7 separate regions of the Mus musculus genome follow, and regions 1, 3, 4, 5, 6 and 7 are each linked to region 2. The links are chromatin contacts, called in public HiChIP or PLAC-seq and promoter capture Hi-C maps. All regions are on one chromosome and are shown on one strand. The core of a region is the stretch at or near the end of the contact, and the rest is flanking DNA. Distances in the headings are between cores, read along the strand shown. Region 1 holds the start of Lrp1 (low density lipoprotein receptor-related protein 1). Region 2 holds the start of Ptges3 (prostaglandin E synthase 3). Region 3 has its middle 10 kb from the start of Esyt1. Region 4 holds the start of Myo1a (myosin IA). Region 5 holds the start of Stat6 (signal transducer and activator of transcription 6). Region 6 holds the start of Nemp1 (nuclear envelope integral membrane protein 1). Region 7 holds the start of Smarcc2 (SWI/SNF related, matrix associated, actin dependent regulator of chromatin, subfamily c, member 2).

Evidence for each region. Promoter capture Hi-C pulls out the DNA fragments that hold promoters and counts their contacts. HiChIP or PLAC-seq counts read pairs in DNA pulled down with a chosen protein or histone mark.
Region 1: an H3K4me3 HiChIP or PLAC-seq map of bone marrow-derived macrophages shows a contact between it and region 2, with 5 times the contacts expected there. The contact joins the promoter of Lrp1 here to the promoter of Ptges3 in region 2. A contact is called at or near these places in 4 of 39 promoter capture datasets (embryonic stem cells, hippocampal neurons, liver and 1 more), 1 of 484 Hi-C or Micro-C datasets (embryonic stem cells) and 6 of 115 datasets of contacts at active chromatin or transcription factors (bone marrow-derived macrophages, embryonic forebrain, extraembryonic endoderm stem cells and 3 more).
Region 3: a promoter capture Hi-C map of pre-B cells shows a contact between it and region 2, with 4 times the contacts expected there. The contact joins the enhancer-like site here to the promoter of Ptges3 in region 2. A contact is called at or near these places in 7 of 39 promoter capture datasets (the C10 cell line, erythroid cells, fetal liver and 4 more), 1 of 484 Hi-C or Micro-C datasets (embryonic stem cells), 3 of 115 datasets of contacts at active chromatin or transcription factors (extraembryonic endoderm stem cells, memory CD8 T cells and trophoblast stem cells) and 2 of 9 other capture datasets (adipose tissue and liver).
Region 4: an H3K27ac HiChIP or PLAC-seq map of trophoblast stem cells shows a contact between it and region 2, with 11 read pairs. The contact joins the promoter of Myo1a here to the promoter of Ptges3 in region 2. A contact is called at or near these places in 10 of 39 promoter capture datasets (the 3T3-L1 cell line, cranial neural crest, embryonic stem cells and 5 more), 1 of 484 Hi-C or Micro-C datasets (bone marrow-derived macrophages), 4 of 115 datasets of contacts at active chromatin or transcription factors (bone marrow-derived macrophages, embryonic basal ganglia, embryonic stem cells and 1 more) and 1 of 9 other capture datasets (macrophages).
Region 5: an H3K4me3 HiChIP or PLAC-seq map of the 230-238 cell line shows a contact between it and region 2, with 16 read pairs. The contact joins the promoter of Stat6 here to the promoter of Ptges3 in region 2. A contact is called at or near these places in 7 of 39 promoter capture datasets (the C10 cell line, cranial neural crest, embryonic stem cells and 3 more), 1 of 15 datasets of contacts at CTCF or cohesin (the NIH/3T3 cell line), 2 of 484 Hi-C or Micro-C datasets (the G1E-ER4 cell line and cardiomyocytes), 18 of 115 datasets of contacts at active chromatin or transcription factors (the 230-238 cell line, the NIH/3T3 cell line, bone marrow-derived dendritic cells and 13 more) and 4 of 9 other capture datasets (adipose tissue, embryonic stem cells, liver and 1 more).
Region 6: a contact with region 2 is called in a CTCF HiChIP or PLAC-seq map of the NIH/3T3 cell line, with 9 read pairs. The contact joins the promoter of Nemp1 here to the promoter of Ptges3 in region 2. A contact is called at or near these places in 21 of 39 promoter capture datasets (the 3T3-L1 cell line, 3T3-L1-derived adipocytes, the C10 cell line and 14 more), 2 of 15 datasets of contacts at CTCF or cohesin (CD8 T cells and the NIH/3T3 cell line), 4 of 484 Hi-C or Micro-C datasets (CD4 T cells, Sertoli cells, bone marrow-derived macrophages and 1 more), 25 of 115 datasets of contacts at active chromatin or transcription factors (the SCID.adh cell line, SST interneurons, VIP interneurons and 19 more) and 5 of 9 other capture datasets (adipose tissue, embryonic stem cells, liver and 2 more).
Region 7: an H3K27ac HiChIP or PLAC-seq map of trophoblast stem cells shows a contact between it and region 2, with 2.7 times the contacts expected there. The contact joins the promoter of Smarcc2 here to the promoter of Ptges3 in region 2. A contact is called at or near these places in 5 of 39 promoter capture datasets (cranial neural crest, hematopoietic stem and progenitor cells, hippocampal neurons and 1 more) and 5 of 115 datasets of contacts at active chromatin or transcription factors (bone marrow-derived macrophages, effector CD8 T cells, epiblast stem cells and 2 more).

Annotation. Positions count from the first base shown.
Region 1 is chr10:127,618,924-127,622,693 of GRCm38.p6, forward strand. It overlaps Lrp1 (low density lipoprotein receptor-related protein 1), which reads right to left and starts at 2,225. Exons shown (of 89, transcript NM_008512.2): 1 at 1,695-2,225. The coding sequence starts at 1,764.
Region 2 is chr10:128,056,954-128,060,545 of GRCm38.p6, forward strand. Ptges3 (prostaglandin E synthase 3) reads left to right here and starts at 2,029. Exons shown (of 8, transcript NM_019766.4): 1 at 2,029-2,333. The coding sequence starts at 2,332.
Region 3 is chr10:128,534,096-128,537,789 of GRCm38.p6, forward strand. No RefSeq gene overlaps it. Among named protein-coding and RNA genes, the nearest start is that of Esyt1, 10 kb to the left of the region's middle. Within about 2 kb of position 1,381, at least 173 of the 459 cell types and tissues checked have an H3K27ac peak or open chromatin away from gene starts, as enhancers often do. A contact at or near this core is called in adipose tissue, memory CD8 T cells, pre-B cells and 1 more, where this site is marked.
Region 4 is chr10:127,703,976-127,708,018 of GRCm38.p6, forward strand. It overlaps Myo1a (myosin IA), which reads left to right and starts at 1,281. Exons shown (of 27, transcript NM_001081219.2): 1 at 1,281-1,394; 2 at 1,491-1,606; 3 at 1,849-1,943; 4 at 2,845-2,949; 5 at 3,152-3,198; 6 at 3,379-3,442; 7 at 3,643-3,741. The coding sequence starts at 1,281.
Region 5 is chr10:127,641,006-127,645,079 of GRCm38.p6, forward strand. It overlaps Stat6 (signal transducer and activator of transcription 6), which reads left to right and starts at 1,981. Exons shown (of 22, transcript NM_009284.2): 1 at 1,981-2,244.
Region 6 is chr10:127,675,541-127,679,722 of GRCm38.p6, forward strand. It overlaps Nemp1 (nuclear envelope integral membrane protein 1), which reads left to right and starts at 1,525. Exons shown (of 9, transcript NM_001113211.1): 1 at 1,525-1,687. The coding sequence starts at 1,558. Gm16230 (a long non-coding RNA gene) reads right to left here and starts at 1,219. Exons shown (of 4, transcript XR_872178.1): 1 at 1,131-1,219.
Region 7 is chr10:128,457,801-128,461,681 of GRCm38.p6, forward strand. It overlaps Smarcc2 (SWI/SNF related, matrix associated, actin dependent regulator of chromatin, subfamily c, member 2), which reads left to right and starts at 1,515. Exons shown (of 29, transcript NM_001372395.1): 1 at 1,515-1,637; 2 at 3,552-3,671. The coding sequence starts at 1,527. It overlaps n-TScga2 (a tRNA gene), which reads right to left and starts at 745; the gene lies at 664-745. Mir8105 (microRNA 8105) reads left to right here and starts at 880; the gene lies at 880-968.

The DNA of each region.
Region 1 (3,770 bases), core at 975-3,474, 440 kb before region 2:
TTAGGGTCTTGGGGGTTCTGCTTCCCAGGACCCAGCACTGAATGAGCCACACATCTCCACGGGCATCTTTCCCTTCTACCTGATTCCATCCACCCTCCTCCACAGGGCTTCTGGCAGGTCCATTTCTTGCTTAATACATTTTCTTCCCAAAGCTCTTTGCCTCAGTTTCCCTTCTTCTCCCATCCCAGCTCTGAGACCAAGAAGAAAGCACGGGATGACGTTAGATGTGAAGGACAGAGGGTGGCTGCACAGGCTTGCCTGACAGGGCAAAGTCTCTTTCCTCATCGCAGGCAGAAAATTAGGGGTGGCAGCTAGACAAGACAGTCCCCGACATGACATGACTGAAGGCCACTGAGTAAACTGTTTTCCTGGGCACAGCTGCCTCCTGACCCTCTTGTCCTCCTCCCACAACTGAAACAAGTTAGAGACAGGGGTGGGGGAGGATACATAATCTAGTTTCAGAGAAAAACTTTCCCAATCCCGGCCTGGCAAGCTCTTGAAGGCAGAGGAGGGCTGTAAGATGCTACGAAGCTGTTGTCCTCAGTGAGAGGCAAACCTGACAGGAAGTCACAAAATCTCACCCCTTCTCAAGTTAGGGACCCAGCCCAATTCAACCCCATGACCCCAGCGTGAAGCCTGGGCAAGTCTTGAACTGGGGACTCATGGAAGAGGAAAAACAGCTGACAGAAATAGGGACGAGGGGCATGCAATTCCCCCAAAACAACACAGCAGCCCAAACCTAACTAATATACAAAGTGTATGTATGAAGTGAGACAGGGCTGGGCTTTACACATTTACTAAATGAGCAGGATTGGGGGCATGGTCATAACCCCCATCCCAACCTCCAACTCTCCTTCCAACCCAAACTGTGATCAAGCCTGAAATCGGGGAGACAGAGCTTCCTCTGAACCCCTCCCCAGCGTTCCAGACCATTCTCCAGTCTCTTCCAGAATGATGACATCTGACGTTTTTCCTCTCATCTTAAAGCTCCCAGGAATTAAGAAGGGAAAGCCAGCCATAAGCGTCACCAGACCCCTCCATCCCTCAACCGGGCTCCTGACTGAGGCCCTCAGCGGGGAGCTGCTCACTTCGGAACCCAGGCAGGCAGCCCAGGATTCTGGACCCGGGCCTCCATGCCTGGGATGCAGGGCTCATTCCACACCCAAACAGGGGGCCCTGCCTATCCCCACCCACAGCTTTCTCGGCCTGCCTGCCCTTTGGCCAGCAGGGCACCCCTAGCCGGCTTTGCCTTCCAGCCTTCAGAGTCCACTGCAAAAGGCCCTCCGCCCCCTTTTGCAGCGGTACACAGCAAATCCGGATTCCTTCACAATTCAGATGGGGGTGGGGGGGCGGGAGGGTGGAGGATGTAGGGGAGGCAGAGGCCCTCCCGTACCAGAGATAGGAAGAGAAGGCCTCTTAATCCCAAGATCAGAAAAAGGGGGAGCCCTCTTTTCCTACCCAGGCCTCTGGTCTTTGTCTGAGCTGGGGGGCCCTGGAAGCATCATTTGTCCCAGGCTCCCATCCCCCAAATCAGACCCCATCCCCGCCCCCAGTCAGGCCTCTGCTGTGTCAGCTGGACTGGGATAACAAAAGGCACCCCCTCCCGCGTCTCCCTTCCCCATCCAGACGCAGGAGTGGGGGTTGGGGAGGGGGAGCCCCCAGGGGTCCATGGGGGCCGCCGGAATCTCACTCACCATCCATAGTGGCCCCGGAGACCAGAGCTGAAAGCAGCGGCAGCAGCAGCAGCAACGGCGGGGTCAGCATGGTGTGGGCCGATGCAAACAGCAGCCCCCACCCTCTGGTCCTGTTACTTCTTGTCCTCGCCCCCCCCAATTGGGGGGTCCCCCTTTATCTTCCTCTCCCCGACTCTTCTATTCTTATCCTTTCCTTAAGCAAAGCGAACCAGGGGCATAGGTGAAATGGTACAGTTCCGAGCCCCCTGGGAAGGGCCTGCTGACGCGGGTGCGCCCCCTGCCCCCAAATTCGAACCCTTCACCCCTGCTTTACTCCTCGCTCCTCTCCCCCTCCCAGGGCGAAGCTCACAGCCCCATCTCGGAGCCGCCTCTGGCTGCAAAAATGCACAATTGGGAGGAGGCGGGGTGGGGGGTGGGGGGCGTGGACCCGATGGGGGTGCCTTGGTAGGGGCCTGATGGAGCACTAGGGGCTCCCCCGTTTCCGCCTCCTCAGTGCACTGGCCTGGAGCTCGCACCGCTGCTCCCCTGACTGAAGTGCCGCGGGGGGGGGGGGTGGGGGGGAGGAGGGAGGGGGGTGTTCAGAGGGGAGAGGGAGGGGACAGGGAGAGGAGGGAAGGAGGGAAGGGGCGGGGAAAGAAAAAAAGAGGTGGGGGGGGGGGGAGAAAGAGCTACGCGGCAATCCTGACAGTGCGCATGCGCTGATTTGGCGCGCTGCCCTGGGGAGGGGGAGTCGGAGGCGCTACAAGCTTTGGAGTTCTGGGAAGCGGTCCGAGAGTGGGAGTCCCCGGGCACCCTGTCCTCTAACTGCGTCTACCTCATCCCAGCGCTCCCTAGAGCCGGTAGAGCCAAGGGTGGGAATGGGGTAAGGGGCAAGGAGAGCTGCGCTCTAGTGCCTCTTTAAAACTCTATGTCACACCCCAGGATTTCAGATCCCCTCAGTGGGGTCCCGAGCCGCTGTCTAGGCGGAGGCCTGATTTCCTTGGGGAAACCCAGACAGTGCCTCCCTAGCCTAGGGTGGGGGCAGGGGTGGCCGGTCCGCCGGGAAGGTGCGGGAAAGGCTGAGCTTTGATTTGGAGACTTTGTAAGAACCGGTCTGGGATTGGGGCCTGCGTCCTCAGGAGGCGGAGTGAAGGAGTGGCCACATGGACCCGCCCCCACCTCGCTCCAGGGCTCAGAGTAAACAGGGACACCCGCGGGGACACGCTGCAGCTTGTCGGCCCGCCTTGGGCTCAGGGATGGAGCCCACCTTAGTACCCGCCCAGCCCTGCTCGCCTGGCACGGGGCGCAGGAGAGGCAGGCTCTGGTTTGGAGAGAGGTGACTCACCAGAGGGTGGGGTTGGGGTAGAGCCATCCCCTTTCGCCCTGAGAGGTCAGGCTCGATTTTTTTTTTGTTTGTTTGTTTTGTTTTTGATACCTTCTGACTGGCCTCCCACCAAGTCAGGGTTTCAGATGCCAAACTACAGGGAGTTGGAATGAAGGACTCCAGAGCTCCGCTACCAGACACCAGTCCTAGGGGGCTGTGTGCTGAGTGCCGGACCTTTGTCCCCAGTCTCAGTCGGTTTGGGAACGGTACTCTGGAGTCCAGAAAGCATCGGGCGGTTCCTAGGGCCGGCGAACGTGCTTCCGGCCACTGCCCTCTTGTGGGCGACGTTTGAAGACTGTAACCCTTAGTGTCTGACTTTCTCTGTGACCTGAAGTGAAAGTTCTGGAAAGCTCAGCAGGCGACATCCCTGGCTAGAGATGAACTTTAAAGACCAGGGACCAGTACACTAACTCCACAGGAGTGACCCCCACACACACTCCAGCCTGTCACTGGCAGAAAATAGACTTGTCCATTAATGACTGAGAGCCTTTCTTCAATGAGAGCTTATGCGGCTCACGGACAGGCTAACTGTATAGTCTCCCAGGCTGGACTCTCAGGATCCATCTTTCCTCCGTCCAGTTTCCAGCCTGTGCTCAAGTAGAGGCCTGATGTCTTTCTTCCTTTTGAAATATACTGAAGGTTTCCTCCTCCTCCTCTTCCTTCTCCTCCTCCTCTTCTTCTTCCTCTTCTTCCTCCTCCTCCTGTTCCTCCTC
Region 2 (3,592 bases), core at 779-3,278:
ACTGTGCTAGGGTTAAGGGCATATGTCATACCTGGCCTTGTTTAAGTTTTGTGTGGGGGTGTTTTGCCTGTGTGTAGTATCTATGCCCAATGCACATGCCTGGTGCCATTGGAGGCCAGAGGTCAGATATCCTGGGACTAATGGAACTGAACCCAGGTCTTATAGAAGAGCAGCCAGTGCTCTAAATTCTGAGCTATTTCTTCATCCCTGATAAAAGTTTCTTAACAAGGCCTGTTCTGTTTCTTCCAGTTAACATGTCCCTCTTTTTTTGTGCTTCTAACACTTTTCAATTTTCCATTATAACAGTGGGTCTTTTTTCTTTTGGGGATGTGTTAGTAGTTGCTGGTGTCATGGTCTAAGCCCAGGGCTTACCCATGCTAAGCAAGTACTCTACCACTGAGCTACATCCTAACCTTTATTGAAATTGAAAATGTTTCTTTTTGGGGGGTGGGGTTGTCTGTTTTGTTTTTGTCTGATTTGGGGGGGGGGTTTGTTTTGTTTTTTGATTTTTGAGACAGGGTTTCTCTGTGTAGCCCTGGCTGCCCTGGAACTCACTTGGTAGACCAGGCTGGTCTCGAACTCAGAATCTGCCTGCCTCTGCCTCCGGAGTGTTGGGATTTAAGGTGTGCACCACCACCGCCCGGCAAGTCTGATTTTTTGAGGCATGTGTCTTTATATATACAAGGCTGGACAAACTCAGAGATCAACCTGCTTCTACCTGCCAACCCACTGTTGGGATTACAGACATGGGCCATGAACCCTAGCTCTTTTCGAATTTTGAGGGAACTGGAGTTAATGGTTCAGCAGTCAGAACACTGGGTGCTCTTAAAGACATAGGTTCTATTCCCAGAACCTACATGGTTCACATGATCTAGTTTCAAAGGATCTCAGGCCCTATTTTTGACCTCTGTGTGGGAATCAGGCACACACACGGTACACATACATAATTGTTGACAGAATACTTACATCACCTCGGGAAAAAATGGAAATTTGAAACAGGGAAGTTGCCCACACTACCAAGTTGTCCCAGCTCCTTCAGCTGAGATTACAAGCCTGTGACACTACACCAGACTAATTTTCATTTCCCTGACAGGTGGTAAAGTTCTTAACATCAGGCAATTGGATCTGGACTATACAGCCAACATCACCAATTAGTCTGCACTGACATCAATATCAAAAGAAAAAAGCCTGTAATACCAGCACATAAGAGACTGAAGCAGGATTACTCTAAAAACCTGATGTCCTAATAGTGGCTCATTGGTCTACCTCTGCCCTAATCCGTCAGTTTTTGATAAGCAGAGATTGTTCTTGGCTACTAACCCCATTTAACCCAGGGCATTGTATACAAAACCAGTCAAAGGATTTTCAAATAGATCCTTAACCACCTCATCTGAACTCACGCAAGGAGACAGCGAATTAATCTAGAAACTTCCCTCCTCGCCTCCCCCAGGGCGCCAATGTCTCCAAGCAGGGGGGAGAGGCGCGCCCCTAAAGGCAAAGAGGCAAAAGCAGCTCCTCCGCTAAAGGAGCCCAGGCGGGATCCGGACAATCAGAAAAACAGCGAGTGGTCCAGGCTTTAAGGACGAAGCCGTTTTTCCACGGATGCAACCGGCGTTGCCGGGCGTGGTGGCTTTGGCACAGGACTGCAATCCCGGACTCGGGCGACTGAACTCGAGGCCAACCTGGGTTTGCGGCAGGCACCCCTGTCTAAGACAAAACAATCCCCACACATCGCCTTGGGGTCTGCTGTATACGCCGCAGCGTCCCACCGCCTTCCAGGGCGGCCCCTACGTCTCTCGGGGAGATCGCCCGCGAGCGTGCTCAGGCGGTTGGCGGCCAACGGCTTGCTAACGCGAGACCGGAGCCCGGGAAGACAGGCGCGAACGGGGCAGCCGGAGGGTCGAGGGGAGGGGCGGGCGCGGGAAGGATCGCGAAGGAGCCGGGAGGCCCCGCCCCTTCCGTAGAGATCTCTAGAAAACCGCGCAGAGCCTGGAAACGGCGATTGCGCACGCGCGGCGGCCGGCCCGGGCATTTTGCTGCGTCACCAGCCGCCGCCCGGCCTCGCCACCCCTCGCGCGCACGCACGCTCCTTCTCCGTCCTCGCGCCCCTTTTCCTACACTTTCCTTCTCTCCCGGGTTGAGGGAGCCGCTCTCCGCGCGGTGCATTCTGGGCATCGAGGCCGAGCCCGCCGCCGCCGTCGCCTAAGAGGAGCGAGGAGAGGCCGCGACCGGGCAGAGACCGCCGGAGTCGCCGCCGGAGAGGAGTCGACTCGCCAGCCGCCGCCAGCGAGGCCCGCCCACCCGTTTGTCTGGCCCTCTGCCCCGTTCACCATGTGAGTGCGACATCCCGCCGACGGAAGGTCGTCCCGGAGCGGAGCGAGGCCGCGCCGGGAGCCCCGGCTGCCGGGAAACGGCCCCTCGCCCTCCCCCCACCCTCGGCCCTTCGCCTTTCTCCCCGCCCGCGCTGGTGGCAGCCCTGCCGTGGGGTGGGAGGGCCTGCATCCTTGTTCCTGTTACCGTTGGAGGACATTTTTCCTCCAGATGTCCGTTTCCCCACCTCCAGATCGACCCCCGGATTCCTCGTGCCAGAAATCCCACTTTTCTTCCCTAGACAGCCTGGCTCTCTCGGAACTCTGGGAACTTAGCCTTAGGCCCTAAACTCGTGTGTGAGCTTTCCGCCATGAGGGCGCCGGGAGCCGTGGAGTCCTGCCGCTCGGTGCTGATGCCCGGACCCGGCAGGACCGGGCTGAGAGCATTTGTGGGTGCCGCCGTAAGCCGGTGCTACCGGTAGGGCACCACGCGGCCCTCGGCGGCAGGCACTGCTAGGCAACTAGAGGGGGCCATGCCGTCACCACAACGAAACTTCCCGTTCCCACATCTCGGGTCTCTTGAAAATGGTGAACGCTAGCAAATGCGGTCACCTCCTTGGCAGCGAGTAATAGTTACTATGGAGCAGGTAGTTCTGCACGTGTCTAGTCACAAGATACTTGTGGACTCTTTTCTTCTCTGTACCTCAATAAACTTTGGGTGGCATTTCGTCATGCTCTTTGTATGCGGAGGTGAAACAGGTATAAAATGACCATCTCACTTGCCTGAAGGTCTTAATTTGTTTATATGGAGGTTACAGATTCTTTTAATCTAAGAATTTTTGCCCTTATTTTTCTAGCCTGGACAACTTTCAAATATGAGAGAATTGAATTACAGTACTTGAGGGTGGTGTGGGTGGCTGCTATGCACAGCACTAAAAGTTACGGATTGTAGTTGAAAAAAAAAGTTTAACGATTGTACAAGTTTAAGTTTTAACTGCTTGCTTGAATGGCTAAAAATCTAAATTGATAGACGATGTCCTAGAGCCAATTAGTGGCTGAGAAACAGGTCCTAGAAGAAGACCATGTAGTACTAGAAAATGTGTAAAGAAATTTGGAGGAGTCCCCCATAAAAACAAAGATATGTAGCAGGTTTTACATTTTAGTGTTTCATTATAGTAATTTTATTCATGTGTGTGCCCTCCCCCCACCCCCTCGTGTTCCTGGAGGTAAGAGGACAGTCTGTGGGGAAACAATTTAAGTTGTCAGGTAGAGAAACGGAGAGC
Region 3 (3,694 bases), core at 131-2,630, 480 kb after region 2:
ACTGCCATTTGCCTACGGGCCATGTCTGTCTCCTCTCCATCCAGAGACAGTCCTTTGTCCTTTGTCCCTCTGGGGCAAATAAATCTCCTTTGTAGATGGTCTAGTCGGCCATCATTGAGAAGAGCGGCCCCTTGGTCTTGCAAACTTTATATGCCCCAGTACAGGGGAATGCCAGGGCCAAGAAGTGGGGGTGGGTAGGTAGGGGAGCAGGGCAGGGTGAGGGTACAGGGAACTTTCAGGATAGCATTTGAAATGTAAGTAAAGAAAATATCTAATAAAAAAAAGATAACATATTTTACAAAATAAAAAATAAATCTCCTTTGTGTTGAGAACTTGGTCTTGGGTGTTTCTGGTTCCTGTCCTTTCACTGACCACATGGCTTCCCTTGAAGACAGTAGGACATTCCCTCTGTGGTGATCCTCCTCTCTGCAGAACATATGCTGGTTGGAGCCCCAACTCTGATGGGTCCATGACTTCTCTGATCAAACTGACAGGGAAGAGTGAGTGGAGTGCTTGCCTGGTGAACTGACTTGTTTTATGTCAAACCTGCCCCAAATTAGAGTCATCAGAGGATGGAGCCTCAATTGAGAAAATGCCACTATAAGACCCAGTTGCAGGACATTTTCTTACTTAGTGATCAGTGGGGGAGGGTCTAGCCCATTGTGAGTAGAGCTATCCTCGGGATTGTGGTCCTGAATTCAATAAGAAAGCAGGCTGAGCAAACCAGTAAGCAGCATCCCTCCATGGCCTCTGCATCAGCTCCAACCTCCAGGTTCCTGCCCTGTTTGAGTTCCTGCCCTGACTTCCTTCAGTGATAGACTACAGTGTAGAAACGTAACCCAAATAAACCCTTTCCCCAACTTGCTTTTGGGTCATGGTACTTTGTCACATTAATAGAAACCCAAACTAAGACCCCTGCGTACCCAAAGCCGTGGGTCCCATCCCCAGCACCACATAAAACCAGGTGCGGTGGTGGCATACACCTGTAATCTCAGTCAGTACTCAAGAGGTAGGGGTGGGAGGATTAGAAACTCAAGGTCAGTTTGGGTTACCTGATGACAAGTGTCTGTGAGCTGCCTGACCTTTCCAGAGTTATCCATCATCTCCTGGTCCTCCAAGACCTAATAGACCCAGGGCCAAAGTCCTGGCTGAGCTGAGGGAGAGAGACGGTGGACTGCAGGGGGTGGGGGTGGGGGTTAAAGCAATTTTGAGGAAACACAGCTCCAAGCCAGATAAAAATCACCAGCTTGTGCTGTTTGAATGAGAATGGCCCTATAAGCTCATGGATTTGAATGCTTAGTCACCAGGGAGTGGCACTGCTTGAAAAGGATTAAGAAGTGTGGCCTTGTTAGAGGAAGTGTGCCACTGAAGATGCACTTGGAAAGTGCTAAAGTCCATGCCAAGCCTACACAGAAGGATGTAGCTCTTAGCTATTTATCCAGCACCAGCCTCAAGGGCTGCCAACCCTCCATGATATGACGGGCTAAACTTTTTTTAAAAAGATTTTATTTATTTATTACATATATGTCTATATGTTAGTACACTGTAGCTGTCTTCAGACACACCAGAAGAGGGCATTAGATCCCATTACAGATGGTTGTGAGCCACCATGTGGTTGCTGGGATTTGAACTCAGGACCTTTGGAAGAGCGGTCAGTGCTCTTAACAGCTGAGCCATCTCTCCAGCCCAGGCTAAACTTTCTAAAACTGTAAGCAAGCTTCCCGTTAAATGCTTTCTTTTATAGGAACTACCTTGGTCATTATGTCTCTTCACAGCAATAGGACAGTAACTAAGACGCACAGCTACAAACCTAATCTCTCTCTTCTAACCAACCCTACTTCCCCTGCTAAGCAGAAAAACACAAGACTCAAAATCTATTCTGCATCAAAGAGTAATATTAAGTTTTACTTCCCTTTCTCTGCTGCCCCAGGCCTGGCAGGATCTAGACTTCCTGAGCACAATTCTCTCTTTTACCCAGGCTCTCCACATTCACACATGTGAGCAAGTAGAAACAGAAGAGGATGGGTGATCTGCTTGCTGGGACTACCATCACTGCAATGTGAGGAACTTCCTTAGTTGAAGGACTCCCCACACACCAAAACTTGTACCACACCTCAGTAAAAGAAAAGGCTCTTGTTGAATAGACCAGCTGAGCTCCGGAGGTACATGCATTTCTAACTTTTTCTTCCTCGACCCACCACATCATGAGACCTTCACATAGACATTATTATATGGTGCACAGAACATTTTTCAGGCCGGTTTTGTCACAGATCGGATTCAGGAGCCACGGGGTGCTGTGCCTTAACCGCACAAACAGGGTGGGGCCCCATCTGTTGTCAATTTTGTGCCTTAAGCGCCACCTGGTGGTGATAAACTGTAATAGGCCGCGTCTCATGACCAAGGCTTGAACTGAGTACCTACACTTCCTGGTTGTGTGTATAAACTTCGGCGGGAAGCACGGGGTTGGAGGTGGTATTTGATCTCAGCACACTCTGGAAGACGGAAGAGGAAACAGGATTTGATGAACCTTTCTTCTGTACTCCTTTTCAAAGGTTTGATGAAGCGTTCTTCTGTGCTCATTTTTAAAAGCTACTGTCAGTCGGATAGTGCTGCTGCCCTGGATGACTCTATATAGGTTTATTACAGTCAAGAATCAAGTCTGCCATGGCCTGGAGAGATGGTTCAGCGGTTAAGCGCACTGACTGCTCTTCCAGAGATGCTGAGTTCAATTCCCAGCAACTGCGTGGTGGCTCACAACCATCTGCAATGGGGTCTGATACCCTCTGTCTGTTGTGTCTGAAGAGAGCAATGTGGGGCTGGAGAGATGGCTCAGCAGTTAAGCGCACTGACTGCTCTTCCAGAGGTCCTGAGTTCAACTCCCAGCAACCACATGGTGGCTCACAACCACCTGTAATGGGATCTGGTGTCCTCTTCTGGTGTGTCTGAAGACAGAGACAGTATCTTCATTCACTCACATACATAAAATAAATAAAGTTTTTAAAAAGAGAGAGAGAGCAATGGTGTACTTATATACATAAAATAAATAAATAATTAAAAAAAGAAGAATCAGCCTGCCTAATTGAATGTTGGCCCCATTGCTTATTAATTGCAGAAACCTAGCAGAATGTACTTGTATGTATATGTATATATATATATATATATATATATATATATATATATATATATATATATGCCTGGTACCTGAGGAGGCTGGGAGAAGGTATCATTCCCCTGGAACTGGAGTTAAAGTTGTGAGCATCTGTTCCAGATTCAGTCTTTATGTGATCTAGACTTTCTTGTACCCCAAGGCGCCTTGGAACCTGCTATGTAACTGAGGCTGTTTTGAATTCCTGATCCTCTGGCTTCAGCCTTTCAAGTGCAGGAATTACAGGTGTGAACCACCACACTCAACCATGGTTTTAAAAGTAAGTGTGCATGCGGTGTGTGCTTGTCCACGAGTGTGCATGTGCATAGCTAGAATAACAGGTGATTGTGAGCTGCTGACTTGGGTGTGCAGAGAACCAAACTCAGGTCCTTTGAGTGGACAGTTGTGGGAAGCCACATGTGCCGTTGCAGAGTGGCACTGACTACTGCTGGCCACCATGCATAAGTTTGGACAAACAACCAATGTGTACATATGCAGTAAAGTTTTTTGCAAAGACACTCCCTGGCCCGGGCATGATAATGAGGCTTT
Region 4 (4,043 bases), core at 31-2,530, 350 kb before region 2:
ATCTTACTTTGTACTTCAGGCTGGTCTGTGGTTCATTGTGCAGCCCAGGTTGATCTCAAACTTATGGCAATCCTCCTGCCTTGGCCTCCTGAATACTGTGATTACAGGCATAAGCCACCTCGGATGGCTACTTGCCTTTAATCTGAGAAATATGGGCTAATAGTACTATCCACTTCATGGGCTATTATAACTGTCAAGTTACAGTGTTTAGAGCTCTGTCTGTCCTGTGATGAACACTGCGTGTTTTCTAGAGACTGCTATCATCAGTATTCATGTGGTGCCCTAGGTATTTAGGAAGTTACTGGAGCTTGGGGAAACAAAATGAAGGAGAAAGAAGCCTGGATGCCTTCCTTGCCCTGTATGCTGTTCTCGTTCTTCCCCTAGGTTCAGAGAAGCCAGAGAGTGAGGGAATGTGTTGTACTCCTTCTAGGGAGTGGCACTGACCATTGTACTACTTCTGCTGCCCTGCCCACTCAGTCTGCTTGAGGAGAGCTTTTATTTCCTGCAGGAACACCTGCCACATGCTTGCAGCATGTGGCCCAGCCCAGCTCTCCCTGCCCCCAACCCTCAGAGTCCTCCCTGGAGCACTCTCCTTCCCCACTCCCACCAGCTACTAAAAAATGGGGTGTGTCTCTTTGGGCAAAGTCCATGCCAGAAGATGATAGGTATGGTATAAACTGTGAAGATTTTACAACTAAAGACGGAAGCAGGGGAGATAATGAGAGACCTCACAGTTGAGAAAGCCTACCCACTCCCATTTTCCACGGGCAGCTCTGACCTTTTGTTTACATTGCTGATCTCATCACTTTATCCAACATCTAAAAATGAAGTCACTGTGGTAATGGCAAGAAAGAGAGACCTCTTGGAGATGGGAATTGTAGAGGGATTAGGTGACTGAGACAGGGGTTGGATATAAGCACTGGAGCAAGGGGCCAGAGAGAGCGCCCCCCTCAGGAGGGAGGAGGGAGAGCACCTTGAATACCTGGCTGCAGAACAAAGCTTGGCTCACCCTTCTTCCAGCTTTCTCCTTTAAGCACAATTCTGCTCCCCTTCCCCTCAGGTGGGCAGACAGAGGTAGTCCTATCTGATGCCCATCTCACCCTCTACCCCGGGTTCCTCCACCTCCCTGGATGGCCAGGTTGGTCCAGAGACCCTTCTAGTCAGAGGGCTCTCCTGTAGGCCCTTATGCCTCCTTGCCCTCCCACCATGACTTAACTCTTAAGCTGAGCCATCAGCAGCAATTTACAGTGTTCACTCCTAGGACCCTCTAGCCTCTTGGCATGCCTCTCCTGGAAGGTCCCGTGGGGGTGGAAGACCTCATCCTCCTGGAGCCCCTAGATGAGGAGTCTCTGATCAAGAACCTCCAACTCCGTTATGAAAACAAAGAGATTTATGTGAGCTTGCCATGGGAGCCAGGCTGTGGGGGTACCCAGGGGGTTCCAGTATTCCTCCTGCCAGGCTCATCTGTCTCACCCTCCTTCTGACCCCAGACATACATTGGGAATGTGGTGATCTCAATGAACCCCTACGAGCAGCTTCCCATCTATGGACCAGAGTTCATTGCCAAATACCGGGACTATACTTTCTATGAGCTGAAGCCTCACATGTGAGTAAAGGGAACCAGAGGAGGGCTGACAAATGTCCATGAAGCATCCTCCTCTCCCCCTCCCCGGTCTTTCCCCAAAGGAGCTCCTCCAGCATCCCTCTTCCCCTGAGAATCCTTCCTAGACTCAGTTCTTGTCTGATCTGGATCACACGGGGAGGGTGGATGAACCCAGCGCTAAGGATTGGAAGATGATGCCCTTGGGCTGGCCTCACATTGACCACTGACCACTTCCTTCCCACAAGCTATGCTTTGGCAAATGTGGCCTACCAGTCACTGAAGGATCGGGACCGGGACCAGTGTATCCTCATCACAGGCGAGAGTGGAGCTGGCAAGACTGGTGAGGAGGCTCAAGGCTTGGGAGAGACCAGAGATGGTGTCTGGAGTCACCTCCTTATCTCTCCAAGCCAGGCCTGTCCCTGTCCTCTGTCCCCATTACTTCCTCTCTGGTTTTTCTTCCTTATTTTCTTTTTTAGGATTTTTACATTTTTTCTGTCTATATGTATATGACTGAGTGTGTGTATATATTTGCACCACAGACATGCGGGTACCTGCAGAAGGCAAAAGAGGCTGTCAGATCCTCTGGAACTGGAGTTGCAGGTGGTTTTGAGCCACCCAATGTGGGTGCTGGGAACTGAACCTAGGTCTTCTACAAGAGCCTCAAGTAACACATGGCAGTATTTGTGCATGCCCTCAGTCCCAGCACTCTATTTGTGCATGCCCTCAGTCCCAGCACTCTATTTGTGCATGCCCTCAGTCCCAGCACTCTATTTGTGCATGCCCTCAGTCCCAGCACTCTATTTGTGCATGCCCTCAGTCCCAGCACTCTATTTGTGCATGCCCTCAGTCCCAGCACTCAGGAGGCAGCAGCAGGAGGATCTCTGAGTTTGAGGCCAGGCTGGTCTACAGAGCAAGTCCCAGGACAGCCAGGGCTACCCAGAGACAACATCTCCAAAAACCAAGTGCACACGCACACGCACACTCACACACATACATTTGCGTGCACACACACAGAGCAGCAAGTGTTCTTAACCACTCCAGCCCAGTCCCTGTTTTTCTTACTGTTAGTGATGTGGTGTCAGAGCTAAATGGGATGGGAGTGAGCGTGCCCTGGCTGGGGACTCTGTGATAGTTAAGGAGGTAGAAGCGGTTGTGTCCTGGTCAAGGACTCTGATAGTTAACGGTGGGAGGGGGAGGGGGAGGGGGAGTGTCCTGACTCACTCAGAGTTTCTCCTGCACAGAGGCGAGTAAGCTAGTGATGTCCTACGTGGCTGCTGTCTGTGGGAAAGGAGAGCAGGTGAACTCTGTGAAGGAGCAGCTGCTTCAGTCAAACCCAGTGCTGGAAGGTGAGCCGCTACTCTCTACTCTCTTTATCCCCAGAGTCCCTTAGCCTTAGTAGACCCTCTTCCAAAATTGTGGTTTCCCTTCAGCATAAAAGCTACCATTGGTCAGCAGACTGGAAGGAGCTGTGCCCTCAGGTCTTTCCTCCTCTGGGCTCCAACTCTTGGGAGCTTCGGCCCCTCACTTTCTCTTTCTTCCCGTCCACAGCATTTGGCAATGCCAAGACCATCCGCAATAACAACTCCTCTCGATTTGTGAGTGAACACATCTGCCCCGGAGGAGTATGGGGCGGGTGTGGGGGTGGGGTGGGGTGGGGTGGGCAGGAAGAACTCGGAGGTGGGACTGAAAGTAAGAAGGGCAGAACAAAGCTCTCCCACAGGTGTGTGTGTTGGGGGAGAAAGACAGCCAAGGCTTTCTCTGGTCTCTCCATGCAGGGAAAGTACATGGACATCGAGTTTGACTTCAAAGGGTCCCCCCTGGGCGGTGTCATCACCAACTGTATGTGTCCCCCTCTCATAAGCCTCACCAACACTCTCCACTTCTGTCCCTTTATGCCCATCTGCTCCTGCAGGCAAGAGCATTGTTAGGTTTCAGGAAACTCCCCAACTCTTAGGAACTCTGGGGCTTGGGGCAGAATGGGAGGGATCTGCTGAGAGTCCCCTGGGCTTTCAGATGGATGCATCCTAACTCCCTCCCAGATCTGCTTGAGAAGTCCCGAGTGGTGAAGCAACTCAAAGGGGAGAGGAATTTCCATATCTTCTATCAACTGCTGGCTGGAGCAGACGCACAGCTGCTGAGTATGTGGTCTTCCTGGGCACCCCCAACCCTGCCCTTATCACCAGAGACCCTCTTTCTCTCAAGCCGCCTCACCATGTCTACTCCCTACATTTCCCACCCAGAGCCTTATGGCTCAGGGTTGAGAACTAGTCCCCTAGTGGCTCTGCTCTCTTCTTTGCTGGTTCAAGGTCAGAGATCGCCTTCCTTGTGTCCTTGCCGCCCTTGGCCCTATGCCCAGTCTGCTTCCTCTCTCTCCAAGCTAATATCAGGCCTGGGACATTCATTCCCAGCTACCTTCCTTCCTCCTTCTGTTGACAGTTAC
Region 5 (4,074 bases), core at 731-3,230, 420 kb before region 2:
ACCTAGATCTGATTACCAAGACCCACATGGTAATTAGAAAACAATCATCTGTAATTCTAATTCCAGGGTATGTGATGCTCTCCTCTAGCCTCTGAGAGCACCAGGCATGCACATGGTATACATTCATGTAGACAGTATATCTATAGACATTAAGAACAATCCATCAAGGGGGCTGGAGAGATGGCTCAGATGGTTAAGAGCACTGACTGCTCTTCCGAAGGTCCTGAGTTTAAATCCCAACAACCACATGGTGGCTCACAACCATCCGTAATGAGATCTGACTCTCTCTTCTCGAGTGTCTGAAGACAGTGACAGTGTACTCATATGTAATAAATAAATAAACAAGAACAAAAAACCCAACCCATCAAATATTAATTGTTGGGTTGGGATGTGACTCATTTGGTAGCATCCTTGCCTGACATGCAAAAAGCCCTGGGTTCAGTTCTTAGCATCACAAGCCCTCTTGCTGTTTGTTGCATATTTCTAAGCCTGGTACTTGGGAGGTGAAGTTAAAGTTTGTCCTTGGTTACTAGGCAATTTCAAGGCCATCCTGGGCTACATGACCCTTTGTCTCAACAACAGCATCAACAACCACAGTCCAACCAAGTAGCTGAGCAACAACAACAACAACAAAAGTACCTCCTGCTTGCTGTTTACTAGGTGACCAGAGTTCCTCTGAGCCTTTATGTATCAGTATATTCTATTCTCACAACCCCACAGCTTAAGCCACTCTGCGTGCTCCGTCCTACAGATAATGAACCAGCCAATTCTGCAGTTAGCATCTTTGGCAGGACTTGAACACAAATAGGTCTTGCTCAGAGTCCATGATTATATTATATGTACATGTACAGTTTGCTCTGGCACCTGGGTGGATCTAAGTTTGCACTGTGTACAGTGCCCACGGATGTGCAGTGGAGGAATCAGCTCAGGCACCAGGGGGCGCCAGAAGCCTGGCTTTTGCTCTTTCAGCCCAGCCCTGAAAGGCAATGGAAAGCCAAAATTCCAACTTGACACAGCCACCCTCAGACTATCCCTCCATACACTCGACTTTCAGGTTTGGCCTTTTGTTATCCTCCCCAACAAAAACTACAGGACAGTCCTCTGGTTATGATGGTGATTCAGAGGCTGAACAAGGGGCGTGTGTGTGTGTGTGTGTGTGTGTGTGTGACTCTAAGAGGCTCTGAGGGCTGTCATGTGTGAGAGCCTGCTGCTACATGTGTAAAGCTCAGACACGCGCGTGTGCGTGTGTGTATGTGTGTGTGTATGCGTGTGTGTGTGTGTGTGTGTGTTTTCTTGTGGCCAGGGAAATTGCACATATTTGTTTTGGGGTGTGTCTCAGTGTTTACCTCAGAAACAGATAGGAACTTTGCCAAGGTTGCACAGCATATTCACATTCAAACTTGGCACCCTGGCAGCCCTCAGTGGCTATCACTAGGGTTTGGGACGTGGTATCCCCGAATGAATTCCTTTTCCTCCAAGGGACTCCCGGAGACTTCCAGAATTCTGAGCTAAGGGTTCCCCTCCCCCACTTCCTCCCTACAGTATCACGGGACTTCTAAGGCGTTCCTGCCTTGGAAGGAGGTGAGCCTAATTGTGCAGGGGCCTCGGGCTCCCAGCTGTTTTTCAGGGTCCTCCACTGGAGGACGCACACAACCCAGATGTCCCATAGCACAGTTCCCCGAGGTCCCAATCTCTGGCCCGGAGAAAGTTTGTGTGGTAGCTAGGCAGTTCGGGGTGGCATGCCTCTGCCAGATATTAGGTGACTTTTCCGAGGAGTGGGGAATGGATCAGTGCTAAGGGGATTAGAGTAAAGGTCAGCCTCCCTCCAGTGTGGTTCAATGGAGCTCCAGCTTTGCCCTCCCCACTACGTGCTTCCCCACCGGGTACATACAGGTTCACCCCACTTTCTTCCTCTTCCTCCTCCAGCCCACTTTCTCTTCTCTGTGTCGTCAGAGCGCCAGGGAGGGACCTGGGCAGACAGAGAAGCCGGAAACAGCAGGCCGGGGCAGCCAGGGTTTACAGTGAAGAAGGCCCGGAGACGAGTGCGTGCGTGCCTGTGTGTGTGTTTGTGTGTGTGTGCGCGCGCTCGAGCGTGTGCGCGCGTGCCTGTGTGCATATGTGTGTGTGTGTCTGTACACATTGAGTTTTTAGGGCCAGCCCAGGACCCGCTGGACAGACCTACAGACCCATGGGGCTTGGTAGTGCCCTCTGAGAGAGGGAGAAGATAGCAGCGGGGCTGCTGAGGTGAGGGGACGTCTGCGAGTAGGGAAGGTTATGGGGGGGCTTTGACGAACCACGAGGGATGGATTTTCGGGGCCTCTCGGATCCTCCCCCCTGGGCGGGGCAGTTGGTCCCCTGAAAATAGTTTCATCTGGGGTTAGCTGACGGCACTGGGTTTTGGCAGTTTCCAACTTTCGAAGGACTCGGGTGGGTACAGGCCTCCACATTCCGGTCCCCAACGTGTCGCGTCACTTTCCCCAATCCTCAGCCCTGCGCCTCCTGGGTCTTGGGACAGTCGCTGGGCAGAGGAGAAGAAAGGTTCTCTGGGTTGGGGGACATGGCTGCCTTTCCCTAGAAGTTGATGCTCCAGGGTCCCCGAGCCTGTCCAACCCCTAGCTGCTGCCCGCTAAAGGTTCCTACTCAGGGTGTGGCTGGAGGGTGAGAGAGACCCAGATGTAGATCTCATGGTGCCCCAGAGGAGGGGGACTTTCCCCCTCACTTTTTTGGCCGCAGTAAACCCTGAGATTTCCCCGTGGAGGGCAGCCGGCTGGGGGTTAACCCTCCTCATGCTGACCTGGCTCCACCTCCTCCCACCCTTTCCCACCCCCACCAGCGCCGCCACCGTCATATATACACGCACATTGGACAACTCAGGGAAGCCCTTGACTTTTGATATTGGGGTCACACGGCCAGCGGACTCGGAATGCGGGAGTGGAGGGGATAGATTTAGGCCACCAAGCTTACGAAGAAGCTTCTAGGTTGTCGGGCTTCCCCTACGGCGGGGAGGGGGAGCCTGGAAGGGAAAGCTCGCCCCGCCTCTTGAAGTGTAGCTCCGCCTTCCCACCCTAGGGGACTGATCTCAAGAAAGGACGGTCCTTGTCCTAGCCCGACCTATAGACCCTGCAACGTTACCGGCAGCTCAGGAGAAAAATATGGCTTAATGGCGTCTGGGGTGGGGGAAGGATGAGACTTGAGTCACTCTACAGGGAGATTTAGAGGAAATTGGAGCTGTTCCTGGCTTGGCGGTCCCAGTCCCCAGTAGGGTAAGGATAGGGCCAAAGGTCTGGAATCCGAACATTCCAGAGACTGGGAGGAAAAGGGAACAGAATCCTCTCTTAAATTTGAAAATAAGACAAATGTGACTCTTCGGGATGCCCCACCCAACGGGGTAGACAGTTTTAGAGCAAAGTCTGGTTGGAGGACCCTATGCAAGAGTTGAAGACTCTGCCTTTGGGAGTGAGAACTCAGGGAGTGGGAGAGCAACCGGGAAGATGGTTAAGGGTAGGCAATGTCCTGTGAAGTGGCCTCCTTCTCTTCTATATGGGAGTCCTGTGGGAGTTAAGAGGCTCAAAAGGCAGGAGGAATTGGGGAGACCCAGGGAGTTTCCATCCCATCTTCCTCCTCCTCCTCTCTGAGAGGTCATTATAAACTGAGAGCCATCCCTCCCATCAACCACTGAGCCATCCCCCTCAACCCAGCCCACTCTGAGGCCCCTGAGAGACTCAGGAGCCAGCACTCTGCTCCCTCTCCCTCCTCTTTCCCTGCCTTTCTTCTTCTCTTCCTCTGGCTTTTTGGCTGTCTTGTTGTCCCCCACTTCCAGACTGATCAGTCCTCATTGCTTCTCTGGTCTTCCCTCCCTTTCCCCCTTCCCAGCTCTTCCTGTCCTATCTGTAAGGTGATGGGATCTCTGAGCTGGAGGGAATTCTAACAGCACAGTATAGTGATTAATCCCAATGATGAGTAAGGGCCAGATTACTAACTTCTTGCCCAGTGGCCTTGGACAAGTTAACCTTCCTGAGCCTTAATTTCTTCATCTAGGAAAAGGGATAATTGTAAACTTTAAAATAGGCCTGG
Region 6 (4,182 bases), core at 275-2,774, 380 kb before region 2:
ACAGATATGGACCAACACGCCTCCTGTTAACCTTGACATTAAAAGTTTTTTTTTTTTTTTTTTTTTTTTTTTATCAATCGATCCATTAATTGTGTGGGGGGTATTGTGTGCCACAGAGTCAGTATGGAGGTCCTGTGGGAGCAGAAGTTGGTTTTCTCCTGTCATATGAGTTCTAGGTTTACACAACCGAGCCATCGCAATAAGCCATCTATATGTGTGTATAAATGTGCATATACATGTATACATGTGTCTACACACAAGTGTGTGTATATATATGTGTGTGTGTATGTATGTGTATATATATATGTATATGTATATATATGTGTGTGTGTGTGTGTATATATATGTATGTATATACACACACATACAGGTTCTCACGGTTCAAACTCTATAATCCTGGCTACTCTTCAATTCTCAGCAAGCCTTCATTCTCAACTTCCCAAGTGATGGGATTACAAGCACGCCTTTAATCCCAGCACTTGGGAGGCAGAGGCAGGCAGATTTATGGGTTCAAGGCCATGGTCTACAGAGTGAGTTCCAGGACAGTCAGGGATACACAGAGAAACCCTGTCTCAAAAAACCAAAAAAAAAAAAAAAAAAAAAAAAAAAAGGTGCTTCAATTTTCAATTTCTGTAAGTGCTACACACACAGTGCCTGGACTGCAAGTACTGGGAGGCACCTAAGCCACAGAAAGAACTTAGATTTGAGCTCAGAACCTACTTTGTGTTTTTTCTCTCTCTCTTAGCCTTGGCTTTTTTTTTTTTTTTTCCCAAATGGAGAGGATAAGCTGTCTTAATTATCACTTGTTTCGTTTCAAAACCAGAAATGCTCGGGACTTGTAGTTTATTCCTGTGGCGTTGGTGATTGAAACGAGGGCCTTGTGCACAGTTTAGCTACATCTTCAGTCAAAAAAGGAAACCGAAGCCAAATTAATACTTTTTTTTGGTGTTTTGTTTTCTGTTTGTTTTTTTCTTGCAGTGCTGGGGATCGAAGTCAGAGTTTCTATCTCAGCTCTATCTCTACATTTTCAAACGTTGTTTATGCCTGCAAAACCTTGACAACGCACAATAATCCTGTACTTATTGCTGAAATATTTCAGAACTTTGGAGACAGGCTGGCAATCATTTTACCTTAAAAAACGGTCACGGGAGAACCTTACTCGTGAAGAGTTGCCACTGGCTAGCATGTCATAAAAGGGCCGAGGAAGAAAGGAAAGAAAAACTAGAAGAGACGTTTCGATGGAAACACGCAGTCCAGGAGGCCTCCTCTCATTCTGATTTCCTATTGGGTAAGCTTTCCATCAATCTCATTTGTAAATAAACCGCGGACGGAAGCAGATTGCGGGGAAAGGGCGGGCTCTTCCTGTCGTCACTGCCAGGATTGGCGTTGCTAGGAGGTGTGGCTCCTAGGGGCGCGGGAGGGCGGAGCGCGCGAGGCCCCGCCTGCTCCACGGGTGGGGGTGGGGGCGGGTCTCGCAGCCGATTGGCTGCCGGCGCTGCCCGTTCGGAGACAGTTGCTGAGGAGGGGCACGCGAGGAGGAGGCGGTGTGAGGCATCCATGGCGGGAGGAATCAAAGTGTCGGTGTGGTCGGCGGTTGGTCCAGGGCCCCGGTGCTGGGGGGCCGGGGGCGGCGGCGGCGCCACATGGCTGCTCTTGGTCGTCGCCGGCTGCGTGGTCTGCGGCTCAGGTACCACCCGGGCAGCGGCTGCCCAGGGGTCGGGCGCGAGGGCGTTAAATGTGGAAAAGTGGTTTCTTATCCCGAGGGTGCGGCCCGTTACTCGGAGCAGCTCGGGACGCTGAGTGAGACGCTCCAGGGACGGTCCGCACTGACGGGTCCCGGGCCGCCCTCCGGACAGCTCGGGTCGGGCGGAGGCCTGAGCCTTCCCCAGGAAGGGAGGCCTGGGCTGGTTGACACCCTTTAGGGGGGAAACCACGGAGGGGCTCCGAGGTGCTGCTAGGTCTCTTGAATTTCTGAGTTAAAACGGATTTCTGGGTTTCGCCCTGAAATAGGTCAGGAGAAAGCAAACGCCCCACTCATTCAGTTTACTAAAAACACCCCAGGGATGGATCTGTCTCGGTACAGTGGAATAGAGTTCACCTGAATGTTTTTCAAGACAGGGTCTCTCAGGGTAGCCCCTGGCTGTTCTGGAACTCACACCTTAGACCGGGCCGGCCTGGAGTTGAGAGACCCACCTGCCTCTGCCTCCTGTGTGCTGGGATTAAAGGTGTGTGCCACCACTGGCCTCCTGTTAAGATCCTCCTCCCAAATAGCTCCGGAGAACACACCTGGAGTCATTATACTCCAGTTGCCCAGGAAAGATAAGAGGCCATCCGCTTAAGCGGGACGTAGTTCCTAAGTTTATTCATTCTTTCAAGCACATTCATTTTGTACTTTCTGCTGGACAGTCAACTCCGGACTAGGTAAGAAACTTATTTTGTGATCCCGACCAGAAAAAAAAAAAATTAAAAGTTGATAAGAAATCGTGTTTTCCCTCCCTTGTTAAATAGTGGCCGGGAAAATAAGTGATGTTTGCCAACATCCACTGGAGGGAGTAGCAACTCCAGAGAATAAAGACAGCCAAGGCGTGTAAGCACACATCCACTCTCATACTGCCCCCTTCCGTTCCTGCCTGCCTGTCACTTGCTCTCACTTGTGGCTTTAAGATCAACACCCATAAATATATTGTTCAAGAGGGACTGGAGACTTCTTTTGGGAAGAGAGTATATGTCCAGGAAAGATTCTTTTCCGGATCAGGGCCTAAAAGCCTAGAACAGGATTTGGAAGGACTGTCACCTGAATAAACTGTCAAAATGGGGCCTCGGGGTGTGAGGACATAAGGAGATACTAAGCACAGTCAGCAGTTCCTTTGAGATTTCCTTTACAGGACACTGGGGATTGAAACGGAAAGCAAAAAGCCAGGCATAGTGGCTCAGAACTTTACTCCCAGCACTTGGGAGGCCAAGGGAGACAGATCTCTCCAGTTCGAAGATAGCCTGGTTGGTCTACGTAGTGAGTTCCAGGACAACCGGAGCTACCTACACCTGGAAACAAATAAGCAAATAATAAAATAACTTAAAAAAAAAAAGTGCCGGGCGTGATCGTGCACGCCTTTAATCCCAGCACTTGGGAGGCAGAGGCAGACAAATCTCTGAGTTCAAGGCCAGCCTGGATTACAGAGTGAGTTCCAGGACAGCCAGGGCTACACAGAGAAACCCTGTCTGGAAAAACCAACCAACCAACAACAACAAAAGTAACCTAAAGCACACTTTTCTGCTTGCTTGCTTCCCTTCCTCCTTTCATTGAGACAGGGTCTCACTGTGTCGTGCAGGCTGCTTTGCAACTCATGTGTAACTCTGACCTGTAACTCAGGCTCCCCCTGCTTCATCCTCCAGGATTCTGGGTTTACAGAGCGTCACCAAAGGTTCCAAGGTTTCTTCTAGGAAGGGAGGCTCGGGGGCTTCCTAATGTGGAGAAAATTCACCTCCAGGAGCAAGTCGGAATGCCGACCTGGTTATGTGGATGTCAGCTGTCAGAGCAATCTGCGGCACTCTAAAAGCCAGGCTCTCAGATAGTAGGATGGAATTTTATTCAAAGGTTGGTTACTGTCACAGGGAGTTTTAGAAACATTTATTTAGCAAGTATTAATACAGTTAAGTGTAAAGAAGTAGGCAAAACCCTTGTAGTTTATTGCTTGTGTGTGTCTGTGGGTGTGTGTGCTTGAGCATATTTGGGGGGGGGGGTTGGAGGGGGTCATGTGCACATGTGTGCAAGTATAGGCCAAAGGTCTGATGTCTGTCTGATTCTTTAATCTCCCCTAGTGGGCCTGGAACTTAGAGGTTTGGCTAGACTGCTGACCAGCAATCTAATCTCCCTGGCTGGGCCCTGTGTCTACCCTCAGCATTGGGGTTACAGGTGAACAGCACTCTGCCTGGCTTCTGAACTCAGACCCTTGTGTTTGCAGAGCAGATACTTTACATACTGGAGCCATCACCCAGCCCCAACTTTAAACTCCAAGGATGCGTGTGTGTCCTTTGTTCATGGCCTACTGTATTATTTAATTTTCTGAGCCAGGCTTTTGTAGCCCATGTTGGCCCTTTGTATCAGAGAATGACTTTTAATTATTGATCCTCTCATGTGCTGGGATTATAAGCATTTGCATCCATATTCCACCATACTTAGCT
Region 7 (3,881 bases), core at 265-2,764, 400 kb after region 2:
GCTTGGTTAATATACACAGATTTTAACCAGCCTCTGGTGCCCAACAAATCCTCAACGTAGGCCTCCTCCTAGTCCCGTGATACCTGAGGTTATCTCAGGAAAACTCAAATGAGGGCTAGGGAATGTAGCGAAACAGAATGCTTACCTATCGAACAAATTGAACCCCTGGATTCAGTTCCGAGCCGCAAAGGATCCTGGCATGCTCAGGCACACCTGTAACTCCTAGTACTTGAGAGGTAGAGGCAGGAGGATCAGAAATTTAAAGTCATTCTTGGCTGCAAGGCAAGTTCAAGGGCAGCCTGTGCACATGAGTCCCTGTCTAAATTAAAAAGAAAAATCCAAATGAGAAACGCTTGTTTCTGTGTCTCCAGTCACCAGACTTCAAGGCTCCACTTTTGGTCACAAACTCCAAAGATGCCCTGTTTAGAAATCTTAGGTTTGACTAGCTTTCCCAAACAAAACGACTACTCTTCATTGTTATGAAATGTTACAGAATTCTCAAAAATATCTCAAAGTGCCTGGTATCCTAACAGCGAATACAGCGATGCCCAATTTGGTTTGTATGTCACCCTGGTCTAACCTAAAGGAGTAGTGCTGCCTTTTCACTTTCAACCACTCAACTACTGGTTAATAGGAGGGGGGAAAAAAAATACGAAAAACTGCCGTCACGAACAGGATTCGAACCTGTGCGGGGAAACCCCATTGGATTTCGAGTCCAACGCCTTAACCACTCGGCCACCGTGACTCCCAAAACTATGGTTGGCCGCGCGCTTACAGAAAGGGTCCGCACGGGTGACTGGGTGCGAGCGGACCGGTGCAGGGTCGCGGCCCGAGGCTCGTACCCAGAGCCGCTCCCTCCCTCGCACCTTCGCGCCACAATGCTTGAACCTGGGTCGAAGAATCGGGGCTCGCCAGCCGACTCCTAAAGCGGAGGCGACTGGCGAGACCCGAAGATCAGAGGGAGGAGACCCCTCACCTGACCCCCCCGGGTAGCACCAGGGGTGCTGGGTGCACCGGGACGAGGAGCGTCAGGGACACTCGTGGGTTGAAACAGGAATGGTTGGAAGGAACTTATTGGAGCGAAAGAGTTCCACGGGAACGTACGTGCCGGGGGCCACTCGGGGTTACGGGGCGGAGCTGCAGACCCGGGGCTCCCGGCTTCCCCGTGGAGTGGAACAGTAAGCCCCACTGCCGCTGCGAGACCAAGTCGGGGAGGGCTCCGCTGTCCTACAGCCGCGTCCTGCGAGACCCGGGGAAGCAGCCGGGCTGCCGCTGCGGGGAAGTCCGCCGAGCGCGCTCGGGCTCGCCCGCCTCCCACCGCCGCTGCTGCCGGGGTGTCCGCCGAGCGCGCTCGGGCTCGCCCGCCACCGCTACGCAGGGCCGCCGGCAGGGGGCGCTCCGCCGGCCGGGGCCCAGGCGGCGGGAGGCGGCGGTCGTGGCGGCGGGAGGCGGCGGGAGGCGGGCGGAGGAGGAGGCGGGAGCTGAGCTGAGCGGGGCGGGCGGCGGCGGGGCCCGAGCCCGAGAAGATGGCGGTGCGGAAGAAGGACGGCGGCCCCAACGTGAAGTACTACGAGGCCGCGGACACCGTGACCCAGTTCGACAACGTGCGGCTCTGGCTCGGCAAGAACTACAAGAAGGTACGCGGGCAGCGCCGCGCGGGGACAAAGGGCCCCTGGCCGCCGCTCCCGGGGCCGGCCCACCCTGCGGCGGCCGCCGCGCCCCTCCCCGAGGCCTCCCCGCGCCTCCCGCCCGCCCGCCCGCGCCCCTCCCCCACCCCTCCCCCACCGTGCCCTCTGCCCCGGTGCAGCGCAGCGGCGTTGGCGGGGGCGGCGGCGGCTCCGGGCGGCGGCCCGGGCCCGGCAGCCCTCGCCCTCCAGGCTGACCGGTGCCGCCGCGCGCCTCCTCCCCTCCGGTGTGCGAGCCGCGGGGCCCCCGCCGGAGCCCCGCGCCGAGCCAGACGCCAGAGCGGCCCAGGCCTCCCCGGTGGTGCTTTGTGTACGTCCTGAGACAGATGGCAGAGCAGGAGGGTAGACGGGCGCGGAGCAGGCCGTTGAAAAGCGTCTCTACCTGGGGAAATCACCTGTCTCCCAGGGTTACCCTAGTCTCCTTCTAAAGGGCTGCAAACCTCTCAGGGGACAGGACATGGCAGTCTAGGGCAGCAGCCCCTCCAACCCTCCTTTCATAATGAAGTCCTCTGCAAGCCAGCCAGCCTGGCATTGCTTTGGGTTTGAGGTCCAGAGGCTCGGATAAGCTTCATATCGCTAGTCCCCACCCCCACCCTGTAACTGGAAATAAGGATGGGGAACAAAAGGGTTCAAGAAGCCCTATCTATCTTTTTTTTTTTTTTTAACCAATTTTTATTCTTGTGTCTTCATGGTGTCTGGGCTTTTTTTCGTTTTTCTTTTTTGTCTTCGATATGGGCTGCTTCCTCACCAACCCCGGCTAAGGGTTCTTTTCCCTTGCTTTGTTTTACAGCCCCCAACTCTTGCTACTCCAGCCTTGCAGCCAGCCTGTCAGAGTACAGTGGACAGCTTCAGAAAGCTCCACTAATTCTGGTTTGAGTTTAGCCCTGAAACCATTTGGGGTCTCTCTGTTGGGTGTCAGACTCTTGACAAACAGCTGTTGGGTCTGTGACTTGTGTGCACCCTCAGCGTGAGGCTCTGGTTCCCAGTTTTCTGCCTTTGACCTTTTAAAGGGAGATCGGTCTAGGGTCTTGGTGTGAAGCCCCGAAGGCTTTGACAGCTGTGACCTGCTTCAGCTTTCAAGTGCTTAACTCTTTGTCATTTACTTCTCCCTTCACGGATCTCTTTATACCTCCCACCGAGAGGTGCTGACTCTAATTAGGGTAGAGGAAATAAGGGTCAAAAGGTAAAGAGAAAGTAGCTTCCTGGCTCAGTGAACAGAACAGAAAGGTAGGATCCCAGGTAGCAAGGTAGGTATGGTACGGAAGTGTTTGAGTTCACGGATTCCCGGCGGTTGTCTTACTACTTATTTATCAAGCTGGGTGGGTGGTCTGAGATCCTTGCTAGAGAGGAGACCCTACAATGCCAACCATGCCTGGCTTCAGTAGAAGCAAAATGTGCAGGCTTTAGTTTTTAAGTGAGCATGTCCTGCCTCACTCCCTTGCTCTCTTAACACACCATTATGGACGGAAGCCTAGTCTTTATCATGTTTCCCCCAAGAAATACATTGTTGTATCACTTAGAGACTCAAAGGGGTTTTTGTTTCCCTTGAGCTCCATCAACCTTCAGAATTTTTACAGTTGGTTGGAGGTGAGGTGCCGAGATAGCGGTGTCCTGCCATTCCAACGTCAGGGTACAGCCAAGGAAGAGTATAAAGCGTCACTCGCTGCCAGTCCTCAGTCCCGGTCACCTGGGCTGGTGGCAATAGGGTCCAGTCCCTCCTGAAGCCCTCTATATATAAACTAGACCTGTGGAGGGGAAGGCGCAATTCTGTCTGTTCCAGGTGCTTCCAGGAACTCACGGAGAGACGTGGGTGGTGGTAGAGAATTTATCTGGAATCTGTTTTTCTTCCCTTCCCTCCTTCCCAAGTACATACAAGCAGAACCGCCAACCAACAAGTCTCTGTCCAGCCTGGTGGTGCAGTTGCTCCAGTTTCAGGAAGAGGTTTTTGGCAAACATGTCAGCAACGCACCGCTTACTAAACTGCCGGTGAGTTCAAGGGGAGGGGGACAAATCCTCCGAACTGGGAAGAGGTTTTTCGTTTGTTTTGCTCTTTAAAAAAATTTTTTTTCTACGTGCCTGTAATCCAGAATTAGGGAGATTGAGACTGGCGAATCAAAAGTTGGAGACCAGACTGATCTATATAGCAATTCAAAGACAGTGTGTGTGTAGTACCATGTCGAAAAAGAAAAGCAAAAC